Regions from separate parts of the Sus scrofa genome. Here region 1 is linked to region 2. Evidence: chromatin contacts called from public Hi-C data. All regions are on one chromosome and are shown on one strand. The core of a region is the stretch at or near the end of the contact, and the rest is flanking DNA. Distances in the headings are between cores, read along the strand shown. Region 1 overlaps THNSL2 (threonine synthase-like 2). Region 2 has its middle 91 kb from the start of FOXI3.

What was found. Hi-C and Micro-C count contacts between places; a contact is called where the count stands out from the background.
Region 1: a contact with region 2 is called in a Hi-C map of liver, with 4 times the contacts expected there. A contact is called at or near these places in 1 of 5 promoter capture datasets (liver) and 4 of 47 Hi-C or Micro-C datasets (liver, skeletal muscle and undifferentiated spermatogonia).

What each region holds. Positions count from the first base shown.
Region 1 is chr3:57,807,220-57,813,736 of Sscrofa11.1, forward strand. THNSL2 (threonine synthase-like 2) reads right to left here. Exons shown (of 11, transcript XM_021087277.1): 4 at 6,154-6,306; 5 at 2,045-2,227; 6 at 2,016-2,042; 7 at 1,999-2,013. Among named protein-coding and RNA genes, the nearest start is that of THNSL2, 11 kb to the right of the region's middle.
Region 2 is chr3:57,674,468-57,681,357 of Sscrofa11.1, forward strand. No RefSeq gene overlaps it. Among named protein-coding and RNA genes, the nearest start is that of FOXI3, 91 kb to the left of the region's middle.

The DNA of each region.
Region 1 (6,517 bases), core at 437-2,936, 130 kb after region 2:
GAGTGTTTCTATGCCCAAATACTGTTCTCCGTGCCACGCCCCCCACCAGGTACTGACACACATGCTCGCCCCCATTTGCAGAAGAGTAAACAGAGGTTCTGAGAAGTTACAATGATCCACCCAAAGCAAACTAAGTGGCAGAATAAGGATTTGAACTAGGTCTGTCTAAGTCCCGAGCACATGCAGTCCCCAACTCAGCATCCTAGAACCAGCATCTTTGGATCGGTTCCTGGAAAGGGGCAAAGGGAGGCCAGAGCAGCAGCCTCCATCCACTCTAGTAGCAGATCCTATTTGCATGGAACAAATAAGGAATTCCTCTCCCCAGAGATGGAGGGCCTGGAACGGTAACGCAGCTTAGGAAGGTACCTACTTCCATGAATGGTTTATCTCTGAAGAGTAGATAAAAGGAGTTAGGGATAACCACACCACCCAACATCACACTTAATTGTGCAAAGCACTCTGTCACTCTTATCTCACTGGATCATCATGTCAATGTCCTGATATCCTTGTGTGAGAGGGGAGCAGTCAAGGCTCAGGAGGGTCCAAAGCTTGAGGTCAAGCAGTTAGATCCCGTTGGAGCAGGGCTAGATCGGAGCTCCCTCAGCAAATGTCATTTTTGCACCAGACACTGTGGCGGGTTCTGGGACACGTGCAGGCACCATCACTCACTGGAGGGGGATGCAAATGGGCAGTGCGGTGGGCTTCACCACATGGGGAGGGAGGCTGAGCCATCTTTGTCTAAGAGCTCACTATGCTTTCCATCCCTGTGTTAGTGGAAGTCAGGAAGACCCCGGACCGCTAAGATGCTTTCATGATCTCAACAAAGCCATCCTTGGCGCCCATCAGAAGCGATGCCATTAGAAGCAGCAATGCCCCTCAGGAAGCAGCCTACCAGACTCCCAAGGATGGAGGTTCTGGAGGCAGCCCACATGGGCTGCAGTTCTTGCTCTGGGACACATAGGGGTGTAACCAGGGCGGGCCGATGACTTCTCTGTGCCTCTGCTTCCTCATTTAAAAATGGAAGTAACAGGAGTTCCTGCAATGCCGTAATGGGATCCTGGGCATCTTGGGAGTACTGGGATGCAGGTTCGAACCCCAGCCCAGCACAGTGGGTTAAGATCCCACATTGCTGCAGCTGCAGCTTAGGTTGCAGCTGTGGCTCAGATCTGATCTCTGGCCCAGGAACTCCATATGCCGTGAGGTAGCCAAAAACCAAACCAAACAAAGCAAAAGCAAAAAACAAACAAAAAAGAGAATAATAGTATGGTCTCCCCTCCCCACCCCATAGGCATATGTGAGGATTAAAGGAGTTAATTCGAGAGAAGCACTTACAGCAGAGCCTGACACAGCAAGCACTTGATAAACGTTACCTATTACTACAGGAAATGTATAGCTTTTGACCCTCACAAAGTTCACATACATGCATCAAGAATCTTATTTGCACCTCACCATCACCCTTAGAGATATGATAAGTGGTCTAATCTCCTTTTTATAGCCTCAGAGCTGAGCATAAGGGAAAATCGTTCCGCTAATACAGGACAGAACTGGGGCCAGAAGCCTAAGTCCAGAACTCTTTCCACATCACAGGGTCTCCAGGGAGAACACACTGTGCCAGGCGAGCCCTATCCTCAGAGCCGGCAGCTGGCGAGACTGGGAGCAAAGTCCATGTTGCTGGCGGAGGGCAGTGCCAGCCGGGCACAGCAGCTCAACCTTGACCTCATCTCCCCACAGTCTGCTGAGCAGACACATCAGATCAGGCAACTGGAGCACATCGCCATTAACCCATCATGCTCCCTGTTGCAGCAAGAGCCCCGGATTTCCCTGCAGTGAGTCAGGGGAAGTTTTCTGGAAGCTTCTTCTGTGTTGTTTCCCATCCCTTCAGACTCAAGATCTGAATTCACCTTTCTCCTCACAGTCACAGCCTAAGGGCAGCTGGGGGGATGGGGGCCACAGGCAGTTTTCAGGAAAGGCCCTTTCCCCCCAGGGGGGTCTCCTTACCTGCGAGGTTGCCGCAGCCCCCGTTGGCACAACCACCTCCACGGGGGTAGGGGGTGCGTGTCTAAGGATGGCGTACACTGGAAATAAGCGAAGAAGTGGTGGGCCATTTGCACGAGGACCCGGGACCAGTTGATGGAATTCAGACTCATCAGATTGTGCTTCTTGACAAAGGCCACGTCGGCAAACACGGCCTTGATCGGCTCGTCCAGCTCATCGCTGTTCCCCTCCACTGTCAGGGGACAGAGAAGACAGAGCTATCAGGCACTTGACCCAAAGGCCTCCCAGGCTGAGCCGATCCCGCTGGGACCTCCACTCACCTCAGTGTCTTTACTCTCATGGATCTCAGCCTACTCCAAATTAAGCTCCTCAAGGAGCTTAATAAACCTGTCCCATATCCTTGTGGTCCTATTTCTAAAGTTTCTACCATTATATAATTAGATGTAAAATGCCAACCTTCTGGAATATTGGGGGAAGAATTCCTCTTTGTATGCCGTGCCCCCTTTCCCACTCTCTGGGAACAAGGAGAGATGGTTTCTCAGGCTGTGAGATGGAGAAGGTGATCTTTACTCCATGGTCGTCTCTCAGGAGTTGGGTCACTCTTCCCGTGGGCTGACTTCTTCCTTCATTGACATCAGAGGTGGAGGTTCTGCCCTCTGTTCCTATGTGGCAGGTAAGCTGGCAGGGAGGGACTTCTCCTTTCTGAGCTGAGTATGTACACACTTTAATTGATAGATGAATTACTGGGTAAGCTGATGGGCAAAGTGGCTACTTGTCTAAGTTGCATTCTTCCATCCAGCCCCACCAGCAATCAAGCCAATATGGATCTCATATCTGAAACCTGGATCTGTTTCTCCACTGGATCCAAACTTGGAGGAGAGGGGCTAAGGTTAGAGGGGGGAGTATCAGAGTAGGCACCGAGGTTATTATTCATTCCACCCTTCATTGTGTGGCAGTGATGAGGCTGCGGGACTGACTCTAGATCCACATATAAGGAGGCTATTTGCTGGGGTTCTAGGAAAAAATTCACTGCTCTTGAGAGCACAGGAAGAGAGACTTCATTGACCTCAGTAACTGCTGTATGCCACAAAAGGAATGAGGCTAGGACTGGGAACAAGGGATCAGAGAACCTGGGTCCCTGAAGGTGGTGCCCATGGCCTCCCTAGACTTCCAGGTCTATGAGTTGGAAAATATCCTTGTTCAAGCTAGTCTGAGTTTTCTGTTACTTCCAGCCAAAAACATCCCACATAATATATAACCGGCACTTGCTGATTATCTTGTACTTCAGGACCAAGTATACCACATTCATGGAAATCAATGACTTTATAAACATCAGAGTTCAACACACAGCTATCCAGGTGGCCCATCTGTTCTCCCCAACTCAGTGGTCCAAGGGAAAACCCGTATCCACTCTCAGCTCCCGAACAAACACACATCCTCCTGGAATCCAAATCGGAAGATTCCAGAAAGGAAAGGAAGAACTTGAACAGAGCTATTTAGAAACAAAGACTAATTCCTTTAAAGGATCCTGCCTTATTTTCTTTCTTTCCTTCTTTCCTCTCCCCTTCCTTCTCCCTCCCTCTCTCCCTTTCTCTCTTTTTATTTATTTATTTTTTTGCCACACCTTCAGCACATGGAAGTTCCCAGGCCAGGGACTGAATCCGGGTCAGGATCAAATCCAAGCTGGAGCTGCAACCTATGCGACAGCTGTGGAAACCCCAGATCCTTAACCCACTGTGCCAGGCCAGGGATCGAACCTGTGCAGCTGCAGAGACAATGTCAGATCCCTAATGCACAGCACAATGGCAAGAACTCCATCCTGCTTCTTTTTCTTTTCTTTTCTTTTTTTGCTTTTTTAGGGCTGCACCTGTGGCATATGGAAGTCCTCAGACTAGGGGTTGAATTGCAGCTATGGCTACAAGCCAACGCCACAGCCACAGCAATGCCGGATCCTTAACCCACTGAGGGAGGCCAGGGATCGAACCTGCATCCTCACAGATCCCAGTTGGGTTGTACCACTGAGCCATGATGGGAATACCATCCTGCCTTATTTTCTTGAAGCCCAAAACAAATATGAAACAGAAGTGCTCCTTCAGTTCCAGCAACAACAAATAACACACTACACTCATCACCACCCACGTATCTGCCACTATTTTTAAATGGACACCATTCTCCAACCTAGAATCAAGAATGGAGCTTCCATACATGCCCTTGGGTATAAAGAAGGTAAAAGCCTTCCAACATCTGTAGACAAGATGAGAAAGGCATATGTGCAGAACAGAGGTACAAAAAGCTATTCTCTGCTTTGATTCTAGGCAAAGATTGTCCTAGATCCATAACTAGCAATTTTTGGTGCTTAAGATATAACAGGGACCCACAGGAACCTGAATCTTGTGCATTAAAAGCTTGCCATGACTGCCGGAAAATGCAGCCAAATATGGGCAATTAATTACCAAGGCTAATGTGTAAGGTTTTGCTAACACCGGCCTTAGCCAATGCTTTTCACTGCAATGGGTATGTGCTTGCTAAAAAAAGAGCAGAAGGGGCTTTTTGTTCCCTCTTGAACAAACAGACAAAGAATATTCATGCTACTCTCATAGGTAAGGTTTGTTTTCACTGTGCTTTTGGCCCTTGACAAAACTGGTGTTACATAGAAATATCCTCTATGGGATTACAACAGGAGGCCAGGCCAGTTCTAGAAGGAATGTCTTCTGTCACCACATTTACTGTCCTGCCAGGTGAGGGACCAAACTAAGCCAGGCCAGCTGGATAGCTTGCCCAAGACCACAGTGTATGAAATTTCGCCAAGATCCTACTGCTCATAATCCCACCCATACCTTGGGGTTACAGGAGTGTCTCAGGATGTGAGGGCTGGAAATAAAAAATAAAAAGTATGGCTCCACTCAAACTCACCCCACCTTCCTATACTCTTGAGCTCCATGATTAAATGCACTCAGAAGAGATGGACAGACATGAAGGAGATGGTTTTTTAACCTTTCTGCACAAAATGCCATGATTCATGATGTGGCTCAGGAAGGGGGGAGAGTCACCCATGATGGATACCACTGAATAGCTTTTTATTTTATTTATTTTATTTTATTTTATTTTATTTTATTTTACTTTACTTTTTGCTTTATTTTATTGGGCTGCACCCACAGCATGTAAAAGTTCCCGGGGCCAGGGACTGAATCCAAGCTGAAGCTGCAACCTACACCATAGCTACAGTAATGTCAGATCCTTAACCCATTGCACCAGGCTGGGGACGGATTCCATCCACCCAGGAAACAACTCTGGATCTTTAACCCACTGCACCACAGCAGTGACTCTGTGCAGCTTCCCATTTTTTTGCTTTTTTTTTTTGTTTGTTTTTTGTCTTTTCTAGGGCTGTACCCGAGTCATATGGAGGTGTCCAGGCTAGGGATCTAATCGGAGCTGTAGCTTCCGGCTTACACCACAGCCACAGCAACAGGGGATCTGAGCCGAGTCTGCAACCTACACCATAGCTCATGGCAACGCCAGATCCTTAACCCACTGAGCAAGGCCAGGGATCGAACCCACAACCTCATGCTTCCTAGTTGGATTTGTTAACCACTGAGCCACAACGGGAACTCCTAGCTTCCTATTTTAAATACTCACACCTGTTGACCAAGTGTATGACTTAATTGACTCTCTACTACAAGGAAGGGCGTGAGCTGTCAACGTGTAATGACACAGTCTCTTAAAATGATTATTTAACATGTTTCTGATCTCTGAACTTCAGCACCTTGGGATAAGACCCAAGTCACTTGGCTCAGGCTATGGCTCTGGATGGCTAGCTGCATACATGGCACCAGCAGGGTGAATGTGCATGGAGGTGGAATTGTTTGGGGTGTGATTTTAAACCCACGCTTCCTCGGTTATACCGTCAGTTTTGGTGTATACACCTGTCACCCCCAATAGTTTCTAAGACTGTGGAACCACAAGCCTACTCAGAGCTAAGCCAGGGCATATGCCAACCCCAAATACAACTGAGGAAAGAAGGGAAGGAGAGAAACGGAGGAGGAAGGATGGTCAGCCGGTTAGGTGACCAGTGTTGTTTCAGGTGCCCCACCCCTACCCCCCACCACAACCCGCCAGAAGTGAACCACTCAAGGCAGCGCCATGCTGTCTAGCGCTCACCTCCAAACACGTGGACATTCTCTCTCAGCACTGTTGTCATCTGGAGCTCCTGAATCTTTGTGCAGCGACCCTTGGGCAGCAGAACAATGATGTCCACGTTCTTTGCCCCCTGAACACTCTCAATGGCAGCACTCCCTGTGTCCCCAGAAGTTCCTGCATGGGAAGAAGGAGGAACCCTGCCCTGTAGAACGAGGGAGATGGAAAAGGAAAGAAACAGCCCCTAAAGTATTGCTGCCAAGTGAGACAATATCTACCTTCAGATACTTGGAGGGCAGGTGGCTGGTCTTAACCCGGGGCCCTTGAACCTCCAAGAGATCCATAGATTAAAATTAGCACATCTGTGAACTTGGCACCATATAATCTA
Region 2 (6,890 bases), core at 3,309-5,808:
AAATCATTCACTTTTAGGTCTTTCTTCGTTTCTAAAATAAGCATTTATAAAGAGGTGACCAAGATGGTAGAATAGGAACTACTGAACTAACCTCCTCCTAGAGACACATCAAAATTACAATTACTTACAGAGAAAATAGCTATGAGAATGATCTGAAAACTAGCAGAGAAGATTTTTCCACAACTAGACATGGAGAAGGAACAACAATACGATGAGTAGGAGAAACAGGACTCACAGCCCCTGGGTTGGTGACCCAAAAAAGTGAGGAACATAAGAATCATAGAGGTACTCCCCTAGGAGCAAAGTATCCAAGCCCCACATCGGGCTCCCTAGGTCGGTGGTCCTGCAGCAGGAAGATGAGCCCCCAGAATGAAAATGGGTGAGGCTTACGTTCAGGAGAGCTGCAGGATTTAGGAAACAGATACTCCACTCTTTGTAAGGGTGAGTGCAAAATCTCACATGTGAGGCAGTTGTGTGAAAGCAGCCTGAGTCAGGCTCCCTTGCTGATGTTGAAAAGCCTATGAGGCAAGTGAGATTCCTCCTAGAGATGGAGACTCTAGTGAGAACCATATTGGATAGCTCCTTTTAGCATCACACCTGTGCCGGCAAGTACCATTTTGGAATCCTCCTGCTGGCCTATTAGCACTGGGGACCTGGCCCCACCCACCAGCAGGCCAGCACCAGCCCCAAATCCCCCCTCCCTGGGCTATACAAACAGCTGCTCGGGGACCTGGCCACATCCACAGCAGGCTGGCAGTAGCTCCTTGCTCCCCTGGGCTGTACAGTCAACTGTGTTAGAAGCCTGCTCCACCCTCCATGGTCCTGCAGCCAATGCACAGGGCAAGAGCATAGTCTATAATTCAGAAGTAGAGCCTGCAGACCGGAAATATCAGACACCGTCTAGGGACTTCATGAAAAAATGGAATCCCAGGTACTGTCACAACCCTCCTGAATTATAATCTCTATTTGAAGAAGATCTTTGGGTGGTTTGTATACCCATTAGTTTGAAAAGCAATGGTCTCTAGGGTACAAACTCTTTCAAATTTGTTGAGACTTGCATTATGATTACATAATGCATTTCTATAAATGTTCTATTTGTGCTTGAAAATAATGCATATTCTCTGACATCTGGGTAGAGAATTTCATATATGTCCTTTCATCCAATCTTTGAATTGTGTTTTTCAAAGCTTCTATATTTTTTGCTGATTTCTTTTTTGTTTTTTTTGGTCTGCCTGAACTACCACTTCCTGAGAGGCGTATTTTGAAACTTTCCAGTATAATCATTGATTTGTCAATTTCTTTCTACAGTTCTATCAATTTTTACTATATATATATTTTGGAGCATTAAGTATTTAGAAATGTATTGTTTTATACTCTTACTGAATTATTATTATTATTATTGTTATTTTTTGCTTTTTAGGGCTGAATCCATGGAAGTTCCCAGGCCAGGGGCTGAACCAGAGCTACAGCTGTGGGCCTACCCCACAGCTCACAGCAACCCAGACTCTTAACCCACTGAGCAAGGCCAGGGATCAAACCCACATCCTCATGGATCCTAGTCAGATTCTTTTCCACTGTGTCACAATGGGAACTTCCTGAATTAAATTTTTGATTTTTACACAGTGATGTGCATAGTGATTACATAGTGATCTCTACGGTTTTGTTTTAATTTTTTTTTTTTTTTTTTTTTTTTTTTTTTTGTGGCCTCAACGCAGCACATGGAAATTCCCTGGCCAGAAATCAAACCTGAGTCACAACAGTGACCATATCGAATCCCTAACTGCTAGGCCACCAGGGAACTCCAGTTTATCTCTACTCTTAATGATGTTTCTTTTTTAAAACATTTGTGATATTAGGGTAGCCACAGTTGCTTTCTTTGGATTAGTATTTGTCTGGTGTATCTTTTCATTCCTTTTACTTTCAACTTTTGTTTTTAGCCTTGAGGTTTGAATCATAAGAAGCATCTTCTGCCATTTTTGAAGTTTGTCACCATGCTTGTAATTTCCAAGAATTTTTTTCAGTTCTTTTGTCTTCAGTATCATATCTATTCCTTTCAAAATTGTTGTTCTGTTTGTTCATCTCGATCCTTCTGTTTATATTTTTGGTGTTACCAAGTACCTGGTGATTGATCCTCAGTTGTCTGTTCATATCTCTAAATGAAGGACTCTTTTTTTTTTTTTTTTTTTTTGACTTTTTAGGGCTGTATCCATGGCATATGAAGGTTCCCAGGCTAGGGATCAAATCGGAGCTATTGCTGCCTGCCTAAGCCACAGCCACAGCAACACAGGATCGGAGCTGCGTCTGCGACCTACACCACAGCTCACCGCAACGCTGGATCCTTAACCCACTGAACAAGGCCAGAGATCGAACCTGCAACCTCATGGTTCTTAGTCGGATTCGTTTCCACTGCACCATGACAGGAAGTCCCATACACATTCTTTGTTGGATTCTTTCCTCTTGTAGACTATCCCAGAGTTTGAATAGATTTCCCTGTGCTGTATAGTAAGTCCTTGTTACTTATCGATTTTGTATATAGTAGTAATCACATTTGTTTTCTAATTTCTACCAGTTCTTAAAGTTTTTGTGCTGTTGATGGCACTATGTCTTATTTTCCAGAATTTTTATGTATTTATTATTTCAAAATTATACATTCCATTATGTTATCTAAGTACAACATGCTGAACTAAATATTTTATCACTAAGTTTAGATCTGTAGATGCCAACTGAATTTACTCTTACAGTAAATTATCCATTCCATTTCTCCATCTCAATAAAATGTAACTATTTAAAGAACTATGTTGATAACCATATCAAATTATTTATTCTTATTTTTTTCTATTTATTTAGTTAGTTTTAGGACTGCACCTGTGGCATATGGAGGTTCCCAGGCTAGGGGTCGAATCGGAGCTACAGCTGCTGGCCTACACCACAGCCACAGCAATGGGGGATCCAAGCCAAGCCTGTGACCTACACCACAGCTCATGGCAATGCTAGATCACTAACCCACTGAGTAAGGCCAGGGGTCGAACCCGCATCCTCATGGATACTAGTTGGATTCGTTTCTGCTATACCATGACGGGAACTCCCTCAAATTATTTTAATAACCATGTGTTAAGATGTTTTCTTTAGAACAGTGGGAAAAAACATAAAACATCTAAGTTCTCTTTTCACTTTAAACTTTTTTGTTTGTTTGTTTTTAAGGGCCACACCTGTGGCATATGGGAGTTCCCAGGCTGGATGTTGAATTGGAGCTGCAGCTGCCTGTCAAAGCCACAGCCGCAGCCACAGCCACATTGGATCCTAGCTTCATCTTCAACTTACGGGATCCTTAACCCACCAGGTGAGACCAGGGATCAAACCCACATCCTCACAGATACTAGTTGGATTCTTAACCTGCTGAGCCAGGGCAGGAACTCCCAAAGTTCTCTCTTTCTCTTTTTTTTTTTCCCCTTTTAGGGCTGTACCTCTGGCATATGGGGATTCTCAGGCTAGGTGTTGTAGTTGCTGGCCTATGCCATAGCTTATGCCACAGCCACAGTAATGCCAGATCCTTAACCCACTGAGGGAGGCCAGGGATCAAACCTGTGTCAGGTGGATACTAGTCAGATTCGGTTCTGCTGAACCATGATGGGAACTCGGAAATTTTCTTTTTTTATATACATAGTTATCTTTACTATAATTCATGAACACACTAGAAACGGACATGTGTCTCTTCATTAAGACATATAGGTCCTCATGGGCCTCTGCTTTCCACTTGTTAGAAAATCCACTGTGGACTTTTTTTACACATCATAGGAAACCTGAGAAGTCCTTCCAGCTCATAGGACTATACACTATATATATTTTAATGTATGTAATTGTGTGTATAGTGTATTTTTATAGGTTATTAATATATCATACATAGATATTTATTCTATTACATATAATATTGTTATAATACATATGTTATATACATAATTTGATTAACCTATACATTTTATGAGCTAATCAATCCTTTGTAAATTTTTTTTAAAAACTTCAACTCACCAACTTATTTCTGCCTTCCGTTAAAAGACCATATTCTTTTAGCTAGAACACAAACTTTGGGGGAAAAGAAATCCACCCATTTGAACAGAAAACTTGAATTGTGCAGAAAGAGACTTCAAGTGGTTCCAAGACAGACAGGTAGAAATAGCCAAGCTTCTCAAGGCCCACGATTCCATCCAGAGGGTCCACCGCAAATGCCCTTCAAAGCACAAAAGCAGAGCTGCAGTTCTCCACCCTTAGGCTGAATTTCCAGGGGAGCTGTTCCTGTTGGTTCCTTCCCCCACGCAGGAAACGTGCTGGCTATTGCACGCAGTGCTGGACATTTATTTCCACCAGTCTCTTCAGTGTCAAAGCAAGAAATCCTAAAAAGCAGAGAGAGACCTGTTCTGCTCCTTTTCTGGGTCTGGGCTAAGGATCTAGGGAGGGATAGAGAGAGAGAGAGAGAGAGAGACATCTCTCAGACCAATCGGGAGAGGGAGGGGCAGTGTGGACGCCTATCACTAACCACCTTTTCCTCTTACTGTAAAGTAATAAAAACAAACAGCCTCCCGACCTCTCTGCTGTGGAATCGGGCTGCTGTTTACAGATAAACAAAGACCTGCTGCCTGTTAGGATCCCAGTAACAAAATTCAGTCGGAAGACTGAAAACACAATTGTGTTTACAGATCAGCAGCGACATGCCAATGTCATGTTGGTGGCGGAAGGCAGAGGTCATGTTTACTGCAAGCAGAGGTGCCCGGAGCTGCCACGGGGGCTGCCGGCGGGGGATCGCGGGGAGGAGGCTGCCGCAGCTGTGAACCCGAAGGCGCCTGAAGCCCAGAGCCTCAAACCCCAAACCAGGAGGGGTCTGATCACAGCAGAAGGGAAGCTGGGTGACTGCTGTGTGTCAGGGTGACAACATTCGAGCACTTTGTGGACTGAAACGGGCCCCGTGGCCCGTGAGCTGGCTCCGTGTTCCAGAAACTTTGCTTCTGACTGGGGAAGATCATCTCCAAAAAAACCAGCTACAGCAGCAGAGGGGTCACAAATGCCACAAAAGAGCCCCTGTTACGTATGCATATTACTGTGATCGCTGCAGATCCACAGCTCCTGCCCCCCAAAACAGGTACTGGCTACCCTGTGGGTCAGTCCCTTTAAAGGCAAAATGGCTGTGACAGTGACTGGTGCCTTTTCTGCAGTGACCTGAGACCTTCCTGGTTCTGCCACATAATTCTGGCATGGCTTTGAGCAATTATTTAAGTTCTCATGGCCTGAGTTTCATCATCTATAAAATAAGCAAAAAATTTGCTTGTCTCTTAGGATTACGAAGAAGATTAACAGAAGTAATATATGGAGAGGTCTTTCTGCAGTTTCTGGTGGTAAATACTCCGTAAACGGTTGCTGTTGTTATTACAGGGAACTTGTTATTGGGGGAAAAGCCTTACATGGAAGAGAATTAGGTATAACTTGGAGGTTCACAAGGAGTTGTCACAGCTCAGGAAAATAGTCCAGCTGATCTCTGCTTTGGCCTCTCAACTGAAGTGCCACCCACAACAGAGGCGCCGAGATAGAAAGTAGGGCGACCTGTTTGCCGCAGTTTGCCTTCGATTTTCCCAGGTTACTGCGAGTCTCTTGTCCTGGGAAACTCCTTGGTCCCTGGCAAGGATGGTTGGTCACCCTGGAGGCCAAATGGAATTTGATTGGGGAATGATTATAAGTAAAATAACTGGTGGAATGTTTACTCCTAGACTGACCCACTGTGTCTTAAAGCCCAGACCTCTGGTGGAAGGGGCCTAATAAGGGATAATGGTCCTTGGCCTCGTTTCTCGTTAATGGCTTTAATTGGAGCTGGGGTTATCTGGCAGGGCAACTTCCCTCAGCCTGCTGGGCAAATCCCCTCCCCACTGGGCCCAGTCATCAGGCGGATTTGTGCAGGGAGGAGAGGGCACGTCTTTCTCTTACTGGAGAATAGTAAGACAATTTAATAATAAGATAATAATAATGTCTCTTATGGGGAGACTGTGTGCAGGATGCTCAGGTGACATCTGCTTTCTGGGCAGACCCTAGGATGAAGCTGGCTCTCCCCCACCCCTGTCTCACCTGCACAGTGAGCAGCTGTGGCAGCCTGCCATGGAGACCATGTCTGTGGCTTCTCCTGGACCTTGTCCACGGCCTCAGGGAGAGGCTAGTATGGAGACTTGGAGCAGTCAGCAAGCCTGATGCATCCAGGCCCAGCACTCTAGCTGTGATTTCCTCCTTGCTGTCAGATTTTGGGGGAAGCACACAAAGCATGTCCTGGTTTGTGGGAGCCCTGGGATCAATACCCCAGGGTCCTTACAATCCTTCCAACTTCCTTCCCTGAGCTCTGGCAAGACTAAAGAATGCTGATTAATATCAATATTTGGGGGAGTTCCAGTTGTGGCTCAGAGGGTTAAGCACCTGACTAGTATCCATGAGAATATGGGTTCAATCCCTGGCCTTGCTCAGTGGGTTAAGGATCCAGCATTGCAGCAAGCTGTGGTATAGGCCACAGATAGGCTTGGATCTGGTGTTGTGGCTGTGGTGTAGGCAGGCAGCTGAGCTCCAATGTGACCCCTAGCCCTGGAGTTTCTATATGCCACAGGTGTGGCCCTTAAAAAAAAAATTGTGGAGAGCATTCAATATACATGTGTTAATTGAAAGACATGGCTTAGAAATTGAAATACTTAACTTCAGTTTATTGACTTATATGAATATACTATTTCTTTTCTTTTTTGTCTTTTGTCTTTTTAGGGCCACACCTGTGGCATATGGAGGTTCCCAGGCTGGGGGTCTAATCGAGCTGTAGCCGCCGGCCTACGCCAGAGCCACAGAAACACCAGATCCGAGCTGCGTCTGCGACCTAC